2 separate regions of the Sus scrofa genome follow, and region 2 is linked to region 1. The links are chromatin contacts, called in public promoter capture Hi-C maps. All regions are on one chromosome and are shown on one strand. The core of a region is the stretch at or near the end of the contact, and the rest is flanking DNA. Distances in the headings are between cores, read along the strand shown.

Evidence for each region. Promoter capture Hi-C pulls out the DNA fragments that hold promoters and counts their contacts.
Region 2: a promoter capture Hi-C map of fetal skeletal muscle shows a contact between it and region 1, with 4 times the contacts expected there. The contact joins the promoter of GPX3 here to the promoter of ANXA6 in region 1. A contact is called at or near these places in 1 of 5 promoter capture datasets (fetal skeletal muscle), 1 of 47 Hi-C or Micro-C datasets (fetal skeletal muscle) and 1 of 2 datasets of contacts at active chromatin or transcription factors (skeletal muscle).

The regions. Positions count from the first base shown.
Region 1 is chr16:71,855,866-71,858,565 of Sscrofa11.1, forward strand. It overlaps ANXA6 (annexin A6), which reads left to right and starts at 1,364. Exons shown (of 27, transcript XM_005672613.3): 1 at 1,364-1,519.
Region 2 is chr16:71,987,634-71,990,333 of Sscrofa11.1, forward strand. GPX3 (glutathione peroxidase 3) reads right to left here and starts at 1,378. Exons shown (of 5, transcript NM_001115155.1): 1 at 1,242-1,378. The coding sequence starts at 1,328.

The DNA.
Region 1 (2,700 bases), core at 114-2,613:
AGGGCACTGGAATCCATCTTGGCTGAGGGGTGCTTGTGCTGCCAAAAGGACCCTGAGCCAGACCAATGGGGGCCAAGCAAAACAACTGGCCAGAGACAACCTGGAAACTAACCCCATTCCCAAGAAACCTGAGCCTGTGAGCATGTGGCAGAGCAGTTCTCCTGGGTTCCCTCGGCCTGCTGCTCTCTGCCTCGGTGCTCCTTCCCAGTAAAGTCTTGCTTTGTCAGCACAGGTGTCTCCTCGGACAAGTCATTTCCAAGTGTAGATAAGAGCCCATTCTAGGGCCCTGAAAGCAGTTTATAGTTTCCAGATTACAACTGCCTAAACCTACTGTAACAAGACCTAACCATCTGTCTTCCATGAGCGGGAAGCTCCGTGAAGGTGGGTCAGGGCCTCATTTCTCATTTGCCCACTTCAATCTCCCAGCTCAGTGCCCAGAAGACAGAGGGTACTCAATACACATTGGAGGAACATACAGTCAAAAGAACGCACTTCTGTATCAGGTTCCCTTGTGGAGTTCTCTGAACTCGGCCAGACTGAGGACAACATTGGAAGAAGCTTTGTCTATCCCTATCTTTGGTGGAGTAAATTGAAAAGTAGAGCATCTAGGCATCTTGCCCGTGAAGATTCATCACCCAAGTGGCAGCCCAGGACGGCCGACTTTTCACCAAAGCAGAATTTCTAAGCAGTGGGTGGGTAGGAAGCCTAAGGACCTTAACTGCAGGCTCACCTCTCCAGCAAGACTTTACAAACCCCCTTCAAGACATTGTCACTTTCCTCCAAATTCCCAAAGTGCCTATCACTTTTTAAAATTATTCTGTGGGTTTCCCCACAGCCCTGGATTGTAATTGCTGGTCTGTCTCTCTTTCCTCTGGACTACGGGCACGCCCCAGAATCAAGCTAGAGCAAGGGCCTCTCTGGTCACCCAGCCTAAGTTCGAATCCCGGCTCCACAACGTACTAGCTGTGTGACCTTGGTTTTAAAACTGGACTTCTCTGGGCTCTCCTGGGAAGTGGGTAAGTAATGCCACAGACCCGGTGGAGCTATTGACGGACAGAATCTGAGCAGGCATGGTAAGCACTTGGCCTTATTGTGTTAAGCCTCAAAGTTCTGTTTCTCAACAAAGCTTTGGCAATCCATAAGATCTAGGAGTCAGCAGCGTTGACTCCTAGCCCCGAAGGCCAGGCGACCTTGGCCAAATCCCTCCCCTCTAGTGTCCGCACCCAGACGGAGGATCTCCAGGCACCGACCCCCACCCCCACCCCCACCCCGCGGCGGGTGACATTCTAAGATTCCAGGAGCGAAGGAACTTGGGGGGTGGGGGGAGGGCGGAGGCGGGGCGAGCCGGATTGGCCCCCGCGCGCCACGTGTCCGGCCCGGGCGCTGAGGACTGTCCTCCCGGCCCGCCCCTGCGCTGCGGCGGCTGCTGCTCTGCTAACGGGCTCTGACCCAGCGAGCTCCGCGTCCGCGCGTCCTTCTGCCCCTCTGTCGGTCCCCTGCGGGAGGCCTCCGCCACGCGGTAAGCGGGTTGAGGCTGGCGATGGGAGTCGCTGCACGGGACCCCCTCCCTCCTCCGGGGGGCTGCAGGGACGCGGGGGCGAGCCGTAAACGCGCAGTCATGCTGACCCACGCCAGCCAGCGACGGCTCCGGGGAGGGGCGCGGGAGGTGGGGGCCGCGGGGACCCGGAGCCCAGGGCGCGGTAGCCGGAGAGGGTCGCGGGCAGGGCGCGTCTGGGGCAGCGCCGCGTAGCGCATCTTCCCTGCAGCGAGCAGGCGGGGAAGCGGAGGCGGTCGGCGCGGGGGCTGCGGGAGGAGGGGAGGGAGGGGAGGGCTGGCGCTGCGGAGGATGTGGTGAGGGGCTGGGGGCACCTGGGCCGAGGCCACGCGGGCTGCTGGCCCTGCTTTGCGGGACTGGAGAGACTTTGGAGGCCCGGGATTGGAGGCAGCTGGACCTGGGGGGAAGAGGGGTCTAAGGGCCCGCAGGAAAGGGTGTGGCCGAAGCTGAGGACTGAGGGCCGGAAGAGTCAGACCCCGGGGCTGCACCCGAAATGGCTTGTGTGTGGCGCTGGGAGAGGGCTCTCTGTGTGCCAACGGATGAGGGACCGGCTGTCCACACCTCAGGTCCGCGATGGACCCCTCCCGCCCTCTCGGGGCCACGCTTTGCCACTAAAGGGGACTCCTAGTGGCGCTCCAGGGACCTTGTGATGGGCCAGAGGCCCCACCCTTCGCTCTGCTCCCCATCAGCGCCTTTTCTGCCTTTCTAGAGCTTGGGGGGCTTCAGATGACTTCGCAGAGACTCGTGTGGGAGTGGAATACCCTGGATCCCAATACCAGCTCCAGCAACAACGGGGCAGTGTCATCTTAATCTGTAGCTTTCCCTTTCTGAGCCTCAGTTTCCTTCTCCAAGCCCAGAGCTGATAAACCTGACACCCCCACCCCCACCTCCACCCCCGACAATGGCTGTGAGAATTGATTTATTTGTCAGCTGCGAGCGAGGATTGCAGATTTGGGACGTCCTGATTGCAGGCTTGGACGGCCGGGCCCATCTCGGCAGGCCCTGCGAGGGGAGGGGGCCGGGATCTTTGGGGAGGACCGTCCACCTTTTGCTTCCTCCCTCCCCTTCTTTTCTCAAAATGCTGGTGGGTTTACCCATCAATTCCAAATTTGGCGAAAAGGCTCCCGGCTTTGTGAGAGAACTCT
Region 2 (2,700 bases), core at 128-2,627, 130 kb after region 1:
GGACAGGGAATAGAAACAGACAGAAAGAACCTTGTGTTTGGAATAGGCTTCCTGAGCAATAGGTAGAATTTTGGAAATAGAATCATGGAGTCACAAGATCTTAGAACTAAGATCTGGAAGATTTGAGAAACAAAGTGCAAAGCTTCTCGAGCTTACACAAGCGTGGTGTGTGTGTGTGTGTGTGTCTGTGTGTCTGTGTGTGTGTTGGGAGGCTGGAGACAGAAATCTCTCTCTTTGGTCTATTCCTATGTCTGGCCTTTGTCTCCCTGGGGAAGAGGACAGGTTTACAGTGCCCCCCATGGCACATACCGTCCAAGGAGATAAGCATTGCTGGGTTGACCTCATCCCCACTCTAGCTAAGGGCCACATGCTCTGCAGGGGATCAACCGAGGAGGCAGAGGAGAATTCTGCCTCTTCCATCAAGCTGGCAGGCCCCAGGTTTCTCCAACGATGAGGTCTGTTCAGGCCAATATGGGCAGTGGGTGGTGGGTAGTGAGGCTGCCCCCCAACAGAAAAGCCTTCAGAAAACAGCATGTGGCTGCTGCCCAGCTCCAAGCATCCCCTCTGAAAGCATCAGCTTCAACGTGCCCTGTCTTCCCGCCGCACACAGGGGGAGAAACTGAGGCCTACAAATGATTAGAGACTCTAGGCAGCATCCGGGCATGCTGTCCTGCCAGCCCGGAGCTCTTCCTGTCACAGACCTCCGCCTCTTCTGCCAGTGTCTTGGGATTCCACCTGTGTTCCTGCTTGGGCTAGAAGGGGGCCACACAGCACCGCTGTCCTTCCCTTTTGCCTTGCCTGCTGGTCTTCCTGGGAACCTCTGCAGCCAACCCAGATGCCAAGACTCCAGGCCTTTTTCTGTGCCACCGGGGCCCCTCCTTCAGGCCCTACTAGAGCAGAGTATCTCGGAAACAGCGCTGGGCATGTGTGTAGCAAGGGGACCCTGAGACAGTGTTGGGGAAGAAAGCTGGACTGGGGAGCTTTCACCTCCATTCATTCTGCACCCCCCCCCCCCACCAGGCACCCAGGTCTCCAACAGATGGAACTGCGAAGAGACGGATGACGGTCCAGTGCGCTGGAAAGGAAGGCAAGAGGAGGTAAGGGCATCTCGCGCCTGTCCCCCTTCTGGAGGGGAGCTCCGGAAGAGGGGTGCCTGGCAACCGAGAGGTGGACACCTGCAGGCTACATTCTTTCCTCTGCTCGGGGTCCCCCCCCTACCCATCCCCCCGAGGCTCACTCACCTTCGACTTCTCCTGTCCCCGGCTCGGCGGGAGGAAGCCGGCCAGGAGCAGGGAGATAAGGCAGGATGCCCGAAAGAACCGGGCCATGGCTGGCTGGGGGTGCGTCTCGAGCTCTCCTGAGACGCTGTCTGACTCCCGGGCACAGTCCGTCTGAGGTGCGGGCCGCTCTCAGCCACCTTTCAAGCCCTCAGCGATGACCAATCCGTGGCCGGGCCGGAGTCCTCGTAGCCAATGGCAGGGCGGCTGGCATTTCAGGGGCGGGCCCGACTTACCCTCCGCTTCTCCCCCTCCCCAGCCCCTGGGCGACAGTGACATAAGCAAGTCTGGGCAGAGAGCCGGGAGCCAGGTCCTTGTATAGGACTCCGTGAGGCAGGCGGCCCCCTCTCCTTTCGGCTCTAAAGTGCGGGAAGAAGCAGGCACCATGTCCTCCAGCACAGGCAGGGAAAGGACTTTAAGAAACACGGAAGAACTGATGGACCCCCGGGGTGTCCCCTGTCCCCTCTGGCCTGTTTTCTGGTGGAAGGATGCTGAAGTCTTAGAATGTTAGCAAGAGATGAAGGGAGACTTCCAGGAACATTTGCCGTTGGTAGCTTTAGTGCTTCAGAAGCAAAGAGTGAGTGCCCTAGGGGTTCATATGCAGCCTCTTTCCTGCCAAGAACACCGTGATTCCTTAGTTGGCTTGGGAGCAGAAAATACATTTCTTCCCTGTGTGGTCTTGAACATATTGCTTCCCTCTCTGGGCCTCAGTTTCCCCAACTGTGTAATGATGGGATTGGTTGAGGCTCTTGAACCCCCTCTGTCTCTGACTAGATGACTCGCTTCTGACAGTAAGTGACAAACCTAGACCAGGAGACCCTTGAGAGCGGGGACCATAATCACCAGCTGGCACAGGGCCTAGAGCACAACAGGTGCTTTAATATTTGTGGCTTTAATCAAGCAATGGATTGGTTTCTCTGCTTGGAGGCACTGATTATCAGGTCAGGCAGCTCCTGGTCTGTGCTGTTTCCGTGTGATCCTAGGGGATTCGTTGTGATCAGCGCTTCCCAAGTCGGACTACCAGAATCTCCTGAGGAGCTTTGTGTACAGATTCCCAGGTCCCCCCTTCAGAATCCCTGCGATAAACCCTCTAGGGGCAGAAGCTGTGACTCTGTCTTCAGGCATGTTTTCAGAAGGTGGTTCTGAGGCAGAGGACTGTCTTCTGATGGTGAAGTGCCTGGAGATGCCACGCTTTATTCTGATTTAAGGGAGATTGTCCTTGTGGGAATTTGGAGGTTCTGTCTCAACTCCACATTCTCTATGAAACCTTCCTGACCTCAAACCACAGGCTGTTGAAGTCAAAGGAGTCTTGAAGGCCAGGAATTCTTTAAATGAGTTCAAGCACGGAAGTATTTGAATCGTGGCTGATACAGAGTATATGCTCAATAAATATTATTTATTCAACCACCTCATTTTACTGACG